Linked DNA regions of Bombyx mori: region 1 is linked to region 2. A link is a contact called in public Hi-C data. All regions are on one chromosome and are shown on one strand. Each heading gives the region's core, a stretch centred on a gene start, on an enhancer-like site or on the middle of the called end of the contact. The rest is flanking DNA. Distances are from core to core; before and after follow the strand shown.

Region 1 (7,575 bases), core at 4,946-7,445, 34 kb before region 2:
ATTGATGATAAAATAATGTACTACGACTTTGTAGAACACATTATTATTTATAAAAAGTGTCACGAGAGCATATGTCTAGCTATTATAGTTATGCCGCAATATGTGTTCTTTTATCTTAAAAAATAAAACAACGTCAAATATCGTTGAAATTTTTGTTAAAGACCCGAGCGGAGCCGGAGCGGGGCGCTTGTCTTTAATATTTTAGGTAGATGAAGAATTTGCATACAATATTAATTTTAGTTTTTTTAGGTATCGTTTAGAATCTTTAATTCGTTCGACTGAAAACAAAAAATAAAACACGATTGCTTTTGACTTGAAAAATTGTAGTTCCGTTATGACTTTTTGACCCATTATACCTAAAACAATATATTATTATATAGTATGTAAAGTAAAAAAACGCTTAAATACCCAACGAATTAACAATAATAAATTTTAACAATAATTAATTTCCTCTTTTTCTATCCTATTGATTTATTAGTCAGGATGTTAGATGGAAGTTATATTATTGTCTCCTTATCTGTCGTTGACCCGCGTGCAAATTTTCAAGTTAATAGCACGTCTTGAAATCGATGGTGTTGAAAAAAAAAATCTTTGTCCTTTGTTTAAATTATATGTAAAATATACTCAGAATTATTAAGACATTTTCTAGATGTTTCTTTTTGTATCTCTATGAACACTTTTTTAAATGTATGTTTTATTTTTTATTTTTTTATTGCTTAGATGGGTGGACGAGCTCACAACCCACCTGGTGTTAAGTCGTTACTGGATCCCATAGACATCTATAACGTAAATGGAGTTTTAAAGTCTCAGTATAGTTACAACGGCTGCCCCACCCTTCAAACCGAAACGCATTACTGCTTCACGGCAGAAATAGGAGGGGTGGTGGTACCTACCCGTGCGGACTCACAAGAGGTCCTACCACCAGTAATTACGCAAAGTTTGATTTTTATTGCACGACGTTATTCCTTCACCGCGGAAGTCAATCGTGAACATTTGTTAAGTACGTATTTCATTAGAAAAATTGGTACCCGCCTGCGGGATTCGAACACCGGTGCATCGCTACATACGAATGCACCGGACGTCTTATCCTTTAGGCCACGACGACTTCAAATATGTATCTATTTTTCTTTATTCTTTATTGTACACACAGTTAATACAATACAAGAATTGCGGAAAGTTATAAAATGGCGAGCTTAACTCAACAATGTATGTGTTCAATCTATGTATGTATAGAGTTTTAAAGGCCCGTCATTGTAAATACATATGTATGTACATTTTTTTTTTTTTCCACAGGTGAAAATCGCCGGATCTCCACCCGCGCGGCAGGTGGGGTATGTGGGAGTTGAACCTCACTAAAAACTCCTGCCGCTCACAACCGGCGCCCTACCTCGGACCGGGCCGGAGCCCAGTCGGGGCTATTGAAACGGCGGGACAGGGTTGACGCAGAGCACATTACATCCATCCCACCGTCCCACGGACGCCGGACCGGTGGCCGCCAGCGACACGACCACCGGTTCCCTCGTTCAGCGGGCCGAGAGCCCGCTTTGATGGCGCCGCGTTACACCTTCACCCAGAGCGGTCGGGGGAACGCGGTCTACCATCACCCGGCTTCCTATTGCGGGTGAGCGTGCAGAACACGCCACCCCACGTCTGGGTCCCTCCCCGCACAAAACGGGTGGGACCCCTAGCTCTTAGGGGGCCAGGTCACGGATACGACCCCGGTCCCGAACCCCTGCTCGGCGGCGGCGGGTTTCTGCGTAGTGAGGAGAGCTTTCCCTCACTCGCCCCGCCGCCTCCTTCTGCGAGATGGTGCACTCGCAGAAGTCGAGCATAGCCTTCCATGACTCATCGCTGCCAAGCATCGACGCCACGACGCCAGGCAGCATATGTATGTATATTAGCATATTCATGACAAGATTTTATTATATATATTGTGTACAGAGTTCATTGCATCATATATGCGTTTATTGATTGAAAATAACGACAAAGGGAAGATCTTCCACGAGTGATTTTGCAAGGTAAACCGAAGGTCCGAATATTGTTGTTCGGAATTTGTATATATTAGTGTCCCCGCGGTAGTCGAGATTCGACTATAATTAATTGAAATTATAAGTTTAAACATTATCATGGTTCTATTGTCAAATACTATTTATTATATTTCGATAATATAATCACAGTATTCGCCAAAACTGCACTATAGATAAATATTTTTTGTCCTTAATATTATTGATCTATTTTCCATGCATGCATTCCCTTGCATTTGGCAAGGCTTAACCTTTTGCCTAGCGATATATGTGAGTGTGGCAATGACGTTGGGGATTTTAATCATATATTCTTTGCCTGTCCTCGAAATGACCGTTCCGCTTTTATTTCCTCACTTTTGTCCATTAAAATTCCTTTTCCTACTTCAATTTCTATCCTTTTATCTAATATCAATATTGATGTATATAGAATATTAGCTAGTTTCATTTTTCATAATAATATAAAATTGTAACCATTTATGTACTTAGTTTATATAATATATATACCTGATCCTTTTTCCAAATTACGTTCCAATTTCAAATCCATTAAAAAAATCCATTAACACACTTCCTAACCTTTTTGCGTAGCTGACGCACAAACCGTGCAGGCCAAGAAATGGGAGAAAAAAAAAAAAAAAAATTCGCCCACAGACTTTAAACAATAAAAAAAGTTTCCCAATTGACAGTAAACAAAGAGTATATTTTTATGTATGTTGTGTCATATACATGGTAGTGTGTGTAATGTTTTCTTTATTGATTTAAAGTACCTTATATGCATTATTTAAAAAAGAAATCGCATTGTGCACTCTTTCTCTATATTCTCTATAAGTGTGAGAAATTTCATACTCCTCCGTCCGCGCAATTTTCGTAAAAAGGGATACAAAGTTTATTCTTCACGTATTAATATATAGATGTAAACTAATTTTTGTTATGCCGACCTATTGCTTAGTGCGAGGAGTGCACAAGAAAGAATGTGGTACCTGAGGAATGGCGAGGTCTTGTGAAGTGCACCACCACCCGAAGTAATGACCAGGTCCAGTCGGCCAAGAGTGGAAACGACTAAGAAGAAATTGCTAGTTCCCTCGGGGGGTTACAACGGCTGCCCCATCCTTTAAACCGAAGCGCATTACTGCTTCAAGGCAGAAACAGGCAGGGCGGTGGTACCCACCCGCGCGGACTTACAAGAGGTCCTACCACCAGTAAAAACGTAACGTCCATTACTAGATGAAGACTAGATACATTGAGGACTTGAATCAGTTGAAAAAAAACCAATGGAGTTACTGTCGTTCGATTTTCTTGGGCTTTTGTTCAATTGAATATGCAGCTCACGCGGAAGGCGACCGTGGGTAGGAACCAATAATCTATCTATCAATCAGTCCACAGAATTCCACTGATGGGCATAGGCCTTCCCCAAGCTTCGCTCCGGATCCCCCAAGATTGGTCCCGCGCTGCTTGCATCCAGCGGATCCCCGTCAATCTCAGGATATCATTGGTCCACCTTTTGGAAGGACGTAGCGTGGGTAGGAAACGATAATACCATTATTGTGTAATAAAAATGAAACCCGCAAAATTATAATTTGCGTAATTACTGGTGGTAGGACCTCTTGTGAGTCCGCGTGGGTGGGTACCACCACCCTGCCTATTTCTGCCGTGAAGCAGTAATGCGTTTCGGTTTGAAGGGTGTGGCAGCCGTTGTAACTATACTTGAGACCTTAGAACTTATATCTCAAGGTGGGTGGCGCATTTACGTTGTAGATGTCTATGGGCTCCAGTAACCACTTAACACCAGATGGGCTGTGAGCTTGTCCACTCATCTAAGCAATAAAAAAAAAAGCCCCGAATCCCCCAAGATTGGTCCCGCGCTGCTTGCATCCAGCGGATCCCCGTCAATCTTAGTAAATCATTGGTCCACCTTTTAGAAGGACGTGGTGTGGGTAGGAAACGATAAAACCATTATTAATAAAAAAACGTGGAAACTTTGGGGCCCATCTGCTAAAAGCTTTTTAAGGACCTTAAAAAAAACGTTTTGAGGCCTCGGGAGACCAGAAGGCCGGTACATATTTTGCACAAAGAATTAGCATTGCTATCCAGCGTGGAAATGCTGCCAGCCTTCTGGGAACTCTGCCAACCGGCGGTGAGCTAACGCAGATTTTCTATTTATAAGTAGCTTTACCTAAATAATTATTATTTTTATTCATTTATTAGTTTGTCTTTGTTAATATTTTTATTGAGTTAATTGAAAATAGATTAATATTGTTTGTTTTTATAAAAAAAAAAAAACATTAATTACCAATTCGTTAGTTACCAACAGCTGTTAGATAGCATATCGTTGTGCCGTTTTTTGAATTCGGTCAACGAAGAAAACACAAAAAAAAAAACCGATAACCCAGATTCTGGCTTTAGGAGACATGACATTTGACTCTATTCGTAATCAGCATGTAGTTTTGCAAAAAAAATGTTTTTTTTTTTTTTATAACAACGGGAGGCAAACGAGCAAGACGGGTCACCTGATGGTAAGTGATTCACCGCCGCCCACGGTCACCAGCCTTTACGCCAGTGCGTTGCCTACCCTTCAGGTAAGAATATGCTCTTTTCTTGAATAACACAGAACGAATGAAATTTTCATTTGTTGAGAGAGTCCATTAACTTATGACTTTGCTTCGGTTTATTTTTAATCGTAAGAAAGCTTTCAAAGTAAAAAGTTTCCCAATTAATTGGTAACGCTATTGTTGCTTATATTATTAAGTAGTGCCCTGGAATTCAATCATCATTTTCCTGCTCTTCTCCCAGTCACCTGGGGTCGGCGCAACATGTTTTCTCCTTCCATACTCTTCTATCATATACCATTTCTTCGCTCACTCCCCTCCTACCCATATCGTCTTTCACACAATCCATCAATTTCTTCTTAGGTCTACCTCTTCCTCTAAATCCTTCCACATTCATAGTTAACACTCTCCTAACAACCTCATGCCCTGGAATTCAATATGAAATCAAAATATCTAGTCAAGTCGAAATCAAGTCTGCAGTTATGGTATATTTATAGGCAGCGGTTTGGCTCTGCCCCTGGCATTGCCGGCGTCCATGAACGACGGTGACCACTTACCATAGGTGGGTTGTATGCTCGTCTGCCTACAACGGCAATAAAAAAAAAAAAAAGTTGGAGGTGCTTTGAATATGTACAATAAGATGGCCTTGAGCAGAGAGGGGTGACGGGACATCACGAGGGGCTTCAAATATGGCTTCAAAAATTATACATACGACCATTCTGTCTAGAGCAGTGTTTCTCAACCTTTATTGTGTCATGCCCCACTGTAACGTTTCTAAAATTTTTATGCAACCCATACATAAGTTTTAACATTAAAAAATTGATTTGTTCACTTAAGAAACATAAATGATAGGTTCTTGGAAGAAATCACTATGGAATTTTTATCAAAACACATAAGTATTAAAATATTTCAAAACATATAATAAACAAACTAAAATTCAAATTAACTTTCATACAGATTTTCTATATTAATTTAGTGCGATTATCCTCCTTAATTATCAAACTGCCCACTGGTGGGGCCAGGACTCTACTTTGGGAAACACCGGTCTAGAGTGTCGCGACTATAAAGAAAGAACAAGCTACATTTTCTTTCGCATTACACATTCAAAATTCGTGATTCGGGGTTGAGAATCTGAAAGCATTTTTTTTATTGCTTAGATGGGTGGACGAGCTCACAGTCAACCTGGTGTTAAGTGTTTACTGGAGCCCATAGACATCTACAACGTAAATGGGCCACCCACCTTGAGATATAAGTTCTAAGGTCTCAGTATAGTTACAACGGCTACCCCACCCTTCAAACTGAAACGCATTACTGCTTCACGGCAGAAATAGGCAGGGCGGTGATACCTACCCGTGCGGCCTCACAAGAGGTCCTGCCACCAGTGATTACGCAAATTAGAATTTTCATTCTTCTTTATTTCTTCTTTATTTAAAATTCGACGGGTTCTAAACATAACAAAAGCAAATAATTATCGACGTTATTGCGTAGTTGTTATACGTGCTATTTCCGCGTACTCATATCGAATAACATTATTCGATTAATTCATTATCGATACGAGACGGGACGCGGGCAAAGGTCGTTATTGTTTAATGATTTATATCGAGACAGACACGCGGTGTCGCATCACTATTGCGCGTTCAGTTTCTCGCGTGGAATTAGTAATCGGATGATTAAATTGTTTTATCTTTTTTGTTTATCTGCTGCATTTGTGCAAACTTGTGTTACTAGAGACGGCCTTTTGGCGGGAAGTGAGGATCGAAGTGGGTGAATTGTTTCATTTTGTTAACTTAATGTTTCTTCAGGTTTAAGCGAGTAATAATAATGGCTTATGACATAAAAGCCATTGGAAAAAGAAAGCCATGGACAAAGTGGTTTGGAAGAAACCGGAGGAGGCCTTTACCCGAGAAGGGGTTCCGATCAATAGTATACAAGAAAATAACGATAGGGAGTAAAGGAAAATGAAAGAAACTTCACCCTTGTATATATTAAATCGCATTTACTAATTTGAATTAAGTTGAAACATAATTTTTAATTAAGAAAATGCAAGATATAAAAAAAAAATTTTTTTTTTATAAAGAATAATAAAATCTCTATGCCTCAACAATGTTGCCATTATACAGCAATATTAACAAAATTTAAATCTTGTTGTTTTTTCTCACGAGACACCGATTGCATAAAATGAGGACACGGGAGTTCTCATGGACGACAATCTTTTAAAAATTTTAGCTTCTTAATTTGAAGACAACCGCTTTTTTTATTTTATTTGCGGGCTTTGTTAAGTTTTTTTTATTGTTTAGATGGGTGGACGAGCTCACAGCCCACCTGGTGTTAAGTGGTTACTGGAGCCCATGGACATCTACAACGTAAATGCGCCACCCACCTTGAGATACAAGTTCTAAGATCTCAGTATAGTTACAACGGCTGCCCAACCCTTCAAACCGAAACGCATTACTGCTTCACGGCAGAAATAGGCGGGGTGGTGGTAACCGTGCGGACTCACAAGAGGTCCTACCACCAGTAATCCAGTTATGCACCAGTAACTGCATGTATTGAGGATTAGAATATAACAGCGATTTTTGCACAAATTAAAATTCACTCGTTTCGTCTTAGGACCATACAGTCTGTATATTTTTTAGTAGAGTTAATGAAATCATTGAAATTCGACCATCATCTTGGTTACTGAATAAAAAGCTTTTGATCAAGACGAACAATTTCAAAAGAGAAACACACTTTTATTGCCAACTAGAGGTCCCGCGGTAGTCGAAATTCGACTACAATCAATTGGAATTGTAATTTTGTACACTATTATGATTGTATTTTATACTTCTATAATCACAAATTTCGCTAAGACTACACTATAAAAAATATTAATAAAGACAGACAATATTTGATCTATTCTCAATTTGACAACAGACGTCAAGAATAAAAGTTTGACAATAAATAGTATGCATGCGTGTGTGCGTCAAATACATGGTATGTAGTGTGTGTAATGTTTTCTTTATTGTTTT
Region 2 (7,026 bases), core at 3,461-5,960:
ATATGGGGTCAGTCCTTCTGGCCTCGCAGTGTTTGAATGATAAATCATTGTTCGAGCAATTTCTCGTCCAAATTGAGTTTGGTTGTGGTACCTGGAGGGCTTGTTTACATTCGGGCTAGGGTCGAGCTTTTTTATTATTATTATTATTGTTATTATTATGTATCTAGTCAAGTTGCGGGCCACGCGGAGGATGTTTTATAATCTAACGGAAGCGGTGTCAGACCACCGGTCCAGCGGATGGCTTCGCGGCGTCGTCTGCCAATTCCACAACTCAGCAGTTGAGTTCGCCGAAGATCTGCCTTTGCATACTTGCGTCAGTCAGCAGTTGTGCCCGACGTAATTATCTTTATTTTATACTAGCTTTTGCCCGCGACTCCGTCCGCGTGGAATAGTTACTTTGGCATAACGCAAAATTTTACCCCCCACTTCATTTACAAAGAAAGTGAAAATATATTGAAACATTATTTATTGGTGCTCCACTTATATTGGTCGTACCGTAATGTTATATAGCCTTATAGCCTTCCTCAATAAATGGGCTATCTAACACTGAAAGATTTTTTCAAATCGGACTAGTAGTTCCTGAGATTAGCGCGTTCAAACAAACAAACTGTTCAGCTTTATAATATTAATAGTATAGATAATTTTTTTGGCTATTTGGATATACGGAATTTTAAAACATTATCTTATTTTAGGAGTGAGTTTCAAAATACATGTTACGTCTTCCGATTCTGGTGGTAGGTGAATCCATACGATTAGGCATGTCCTACCCTGGCTATTTCTGCAGCGAACCATTACTGCGTTCCGGTATTAAGAAGGGTGGGTCAAGGCAGCCTTTTACTATAAAACTGTGACTTAGAATTCATGTCTTAGGGTGAAAGTCGGTTTAAGTTGTTGATATTTATGGGCTTCGGTAACAACTTGACTCCAGATGGAAGGAAGATTGTACACCCGTCTCAGTACTTAAAATGAAATACCCTTCCTCAAATTCTTTGAAGATTTTCCAAATTCTGTTTTAAAAAAAACTTTTTGGCGGGAACATGAGGAGTGAAGTTGTTTGATTTGTTTGTTTGTTTTGTCTATTTATTGTTTCTTCAGGTTAAAATGTTTAATAACGGTGGTTTATTAACTGTTTAATATCTGTGAAAGTGCACAAATGTGGGAAAATGAAACAAAGCCGCTGGACGTAACTTTTCGGGATCTTCCAAAAAGTCTACTGAAAAAATCTCAGTAAATGACCACCATTTTACTGAGATTATATTTCATTCCATATCATCTCATATCATTTCATTTAATTTGTTCCCAGTTGATTAAAGTCTCAAGTTAATCATCCTCATTTCATTTCCCTCCATATTATCATTTTTCATAAAAATAAGAATATAAATTAAAAGAAGACATGACTTAAAGGTCTTTGTTACCAGGTCATAAAATCCCTTTAAAATAAGAAAGCATTATTAATTTTTTTGATGGGAGACATTTAACAACATCAACAAAAAACAACTAGGACTCTTAGCAAAAACACTCTCATTAATACACGCTTAAAGAAAGACAGGAAATGCCGAATTTCACTTCATAAACAATTGCACTTAATAATACAATAAATAAATAAACTTTAGTGCATTATAAAGAGGCAACCTTTGTTCGCGACAAGGTCACACGAAACACGTATTGTTGCTCAAATGACATTGCGCGAATCATTCGTTGATGAATTAGCCGTAATTAAGCTTTGTTTTCTTGTATTATTATTTTTTTTTTTTACGTCCAATTACTTACCGACATACAGCAATTAAGCATGTAGTTTTTTATAAATAAAATGTTATTGTTTTCACAGATTTTTCTGTTTCAAAATGACAAACGGGTTTTTTTTTTTTGGATAGTCGGGTATTCCTGTTTTGTTTGTGATATTATCGAGATCAGTTCAGTGTAGTAAAGTAATGTGTATGCTTTTTTTTCATATTTCGAAATTATTCTGGCTTTGAGTTCTATCTAAATGCGACGTATTTATTTACAATAACTTTTTAACTCTCAGACACAGCCCACTGAGTTTCTCGCAGGATCTTCTCAGTGGGTCGCGTTTCCGATCCGGTGGTAGATTCTGCGAAGCACGGCTCTTGCTAGGGTTCGTGTTAGCAACCTGCAGATCGTTGAGTCTCACATACCCCGCGCGCCCCTTTTGCGCGGGGACCTCGTAGGAGGTTCGGCCCTCTACCCGAAAAAAAAAAAGTGTTAGCAACGTCATCAGGTTTGAGCCCCGTGAGCTCACCTACAAACGTTAGGGTTACGCTGAAATAGCCCCTAAGGCTATCAGCTTAGGTAGGGTTGCCGTTCTTTGTATGATTGTTAAAGGGCGGGTTTTTAAGCCTTGTTGTCAACTCTACAAACAGGTACGCGTTATTGCTTTACGACAGTAATAGGCAGGACGGTGATACTTACAGGTTACTGTTAGATGACTGATATCCATGTATAAACTCGTAGGAAAATTTGTACATTCCTTCGAACACTGGTATAGTCGCATGGCTTGACAAGAGTACACAGGGCGTCTTATCCTTTAGGCCGACGCAACTTCAGATTTCTCCTATTTTATGCATGTATTATGTATATTAATCTCTTCATTTCCGTCTGTCTATATCGCTAATTATTCCAACGGGACAAAATTATCTACCAATATTACTAAAATATCTCTGAAGTCGCCCGAATGCCTCCGAAGGAGACCAAACAGTTCAAGAGCAGTTACTTCGCGAATGCTTTCGTGAATCTACTACTGGATCAGAAATAATTTTTACTACTTTAATAAGATCTACCACTTGAATATTGTATGTAACGAAATGAAAACAATTTTATTCAAATCAATTTAGTTCAATGAAAATATAAGCAATTAGCTGTACCCGTCCGCTTCGCTGGGCATTTAAAATTAACATTATTATTTCTCACCCCCACAAAGATTCTCATCATTAACGCCCCCGCAACTGGTGTAGGGAGTCCAACGCTCATATAAATATTAGCCAATCCATTAAGTACATGTATTTTCTACATGGATACCAAGTTTCAAGGCAATCGGATGCATGGTTCAGTAGTTATAACGGAACATCCGTAAAAACCACTGTAGATTTATGTATTAGTATAGATTGAAAAGAAAGCTCCCAGAGAACATCTAAACAATAAAACAACAGTTAATCAAACAGTTATTTCCTAGTTTTCGATACGGCGAGACTTCCCGGTCAAAGAAAATTTGGATCCGGCTGCTTTATCTATGCAACCGGATCTCGTGTTTTATCCGTTGTGCTTATTTTGTGTACTTCACAACGGTCTTTGAAAAAGTGTATTATCAAATTTAGGTCTTTTTTTTTATTGCTTAGATGGGTGGACGTGCTCGCAGCCCACCTGGTGTTAAGCGGTTACTGGAGCCCATAGACATCCACAACGTAAATGTGCCACCCACCTTGAGATATAAGTTCTAAGGTCTCAAGTTAGTTACAACGGTCTGGGCATTAAGGGATTTGGAATTTCCCGAAATAGTTAACGTAAATATTATTACTACTGACTGTAGTTCTGATAAGCTTTTCAATTCAATGGGAAGGGTAAACTTTTTTAGCACCTTTTTATGAACTTCACACGAACGTAGGTATGTGTGTAACGAAATATTTTAACGTGATTTTTACCTAATTCAAAACGTCCAATCCAATTGAAATTTAGTACACTCCTCAAGGACTAATGATAGCACAATAAATTCATAAGGTTTTTTCAATCAAATTAATTATTTTCATTAGCTATTATTATTATAGCATGTGAACAGTAAACAAGTATATATTAATATTGCTTTAGAACATTCTCCTCTTTTTAGTTCAGTTATTTACTACGTACATATGTACCGTAGTCTTTTAATTGAATTTTCACAAAATCAAGACATCCTATTCATTTGTATTAAGCACGGTGACGACACAATAATTTGAATGCTTCGGCCCAACATCGAAGACTTACAAAAAAGCTATACCTCATAATCGTCAAAGTTATCGTAACAAGAAGCAAAATCAGCGCATCGAATGACCTCTTAGATTTAAATCTTAATCTGCATATCGAGGGGTGAAATTCTATTTGATTTAAGTGACGACGTAATTATGGACGTAATATCTTTGGTGCGTTTTATTTGACATTAGCATTAGCAATTCCCTGTCATTTTAACGGTCATCGTTCTCGTCGAACCCGTCGCTTGCGACGAAGGGCTCGGCGAGTAAATTAACCCACGACACAGCCCACTGAGTTTCTCGCCGGATCTTCTCAGTGGGTGGCGTTTCCGATCCGGTGGTACATTCTGCGAAGCACGGTTCTTGCTAGGGTTCGTGTTCGCAACGACGTCAGGTTTGAGCCCCGTGAGCTCACCTACTAGTTCGGCGAATCTAGAATAACCTCTCGAGGTTACTAGAATAGGTAGTAAAAAAAAAACGATTAGATGTTTTTAATTAAACTTGAATTAAGTTTATTCCATTCGAATAGAATTCCATATGATTCGATTTTTTTTTGTTATGATATTTTTTACAAATTTTAAACTTTAAATAGCTTTCGTGTAATGTTGTAAAAATATCGCTCGAACCAAATAGTCTTTCATCCCTCAATATGAATTTTATATTAATAAAATACACGTGCGTCATCTCGCTTACCGCCGTCCTCTACCGGCTGGCCGAGCGTACGTCACAGAGGATAATCTGTACCATGCGGTGTCATCGCGATGTTTTGGTATTTCCGCGAACAGACAACAGAACAACCGAATGGTATATTCATAAACGCAAGTGTTACTAGAATTATTTTAAAAATGTAATAAGAACGAGCTTTCTCTGTTTATTTTTTTTTTTTTATTTTGACAACAGGAGGCTTATCAAACAGCATTACTTTATAATTAAGAGCAATTTGTAAGGTTAACAGTTTGACTGGATGAATTCGCGAAGCAACTGCCCTGGGAACTATTGGATCTCCTTCGGAAGCACTGTGTGTGGCTGTTATCAAATAGAATTTCCCGTCTGAGGCCGTGCTCGCCCATCTGTCCAGGATAAACTGGAAAGGTTACCAGTAACCCCACTCTCCATATTCCTAAGTACTGCCTAACGACAGTGGAGCCGTGTGGCTTCTCTGTCTATTTTAGCTAACTAATGTTCGCCTAACGAAAGAAATTCGACCATATTCGGTCAAAACCTATATATTAACTAGCTGTACCCGACCGCTTCGCTGGGCATTTAAAATTAACATTATTATTTCTCACCCCCACAACAATTCTCATCATTAAAGCCCTCGCAACTGGTGTAGGGAGTCCACCACTCATATATTAGCCTATCCATTAAGTACATGTATTTTCTACATCGATACGAAGTTTCAAGTCAATTGAATGAATTCAGTAGTATAATGGAACATCCGTAAAAACCACTGTAAATTGATATATTAGTCTGGTATAGATTATAAGTAGGTATTCAATTTTCGTTTTTGTTGTTGACTGTACTATATAAAAACCTATTTCCGAATTTGTTTTTTTTTTTAAACGTAAAACTAAGGCTAGTAAATAATCTATATATTAATACGTGAAGCAAAAACTTTGTACCCCTTTTTACGAAAATTGCGCTGACGGAGGAGTATGAAATTTCCGACACTTATAAATATTATAAACAAGAAGTGCACAATGCTAATATATTTTTTAAATCAATAAATTCCAATATTCAAGAACAAAATTATAAAAAGTTGTTGTTGAACCTCAGCCTCAGCCTTGGTCTGAGTACTCGGGTATTACTGTCCTTGTTGTCTTTCTTTTGTTTTTAATTTTTTATTATTATTAATAGTATTGTTAAATCTCTATTGATATATTAATGTAATGCATGCTGTAATTGCCTCTAATTAGAGTTGCAGTTATCAATTGCTCTATACATGTCAATGTTATTTTATGTCTTACTGTAAACCCTGTCGGTAATCCTTAAATAAATAAATTAAATTAAATAAATAAAACATTACACACCCTACTATGTATTTGACACACACATACGCATATAACATACTCTGTTGTTTATTGTTTAATTTCTGTGATCAAATTGAGAATAGATTATTATTGTTTGTCTTTAATATTATTTGCCTACAGAGTAGCCTTGGCGAAATCTATAATTATAGAAGTATAGTCTTTGGCAAGAGACCCTTAATGATATTTAAGCTTATAATTTAAATAAATTATGATCGAAATTCGATCACAAGGCGACCACTAATAGTTAAAATAAATTTAAGAGATAATGAGAGGGAGAGAGATAGAGGAGATTGTGATGTTTATCTATTCTTAACCGACTTCAAAAAAAAGGAGGGGTTCTAAATGCGACCGTTTTTTTAAATATGTATGTAAGTACCTAAGAACTTTTTTTGGGCGAATAGATAGTATATTGTCGCCCTATTTAAATTTTATCGAGAATGACAAAGTTGTTTTTGAAATTATGATAGTGACAATAATAATAGTTTTAAGTAATTTTAATGAAAAATTAATTAATTTCGCCTACATACATTGATAAATATATTCAATCTGCATATTTTGTCGAAGTAAGTTTTCTTTTTTTTTTTATAATTTTGTATTATGTCTTCACCTATTTCTATATTCATAACTGTTGCGTTGTGAATAAGAGTGGACTGTATTATTAGTTTGATATTTTTATATATCTATAAGTGACAAAATAAAGAATTTAAAATTAATGACTATAAGAAATAAGAAACAGATGTGTCGCCCTTGACGGCTGGAAATGGAAAGGGGTAAGGCGTCATAGCGGACGTCGCTCGTTGACACCTTTGACGTTCCGAATTCAAACATAACAATATTACTTATGTTACTAGAAACACTTGTTTATTATTGTACTACTAGCCTTTTATCGGTTCGTGTACATATTACGCACGGTCCACGCTCCGCGTATTTACGTAGCTGCAAATGTCCACATTCGCCATTTTGATCGCTCATTACGTTGTTGACAATTCAAAAACATAATATTTCCGTCAATTTCTCTATCTCGTTCTAAAATATGA

Evidence for each region. Hi-C and Micro-C count contacts between places; a contact is called where the count stands out from the background.
Region 1: a contact with region 2 is called in a Hi-C map of middle silk gland, with 1.5 times the contacts expected there. The contact joins two enhancer-like sites. A contact is called at or near these places in 2 of 7 Hi-C or Micro-C datasets (middle silk gland and posterior silk gland).

Annotation. Positions count from the first base shown.
Region 1 is chr2:5,498,256-5,505,830 of ASM3026992v2, reverse strand. The region is part of intron 1 of ced-6 (ced-6 protein); the gene reads right to left. Among protein-coding and RNA genes, the nearest start is that of LOC119629985, 32 kb to the left of the region's middle. Within about 2 kb of position 6,195, at least 4 of the 8 cell types and tissues checked have open chromatin away from gene starts, as enhancers often do.
Region 2 is chr2:5,463,040-5,470,065 of ASM3026992v2, reverse strand. The region is part of intron 1 of ced-6 (ced-6 protein); the gene reads right to left. Among protein-coding and RNA genes, the nearest start is that of LOC101736997, 9.3 kb to the right of the region's middle. Within about 2 kb of position 4,710, at least 8 of the 8 cell types and tissues checked have open chromatin away from gene starts, as enhancers often do.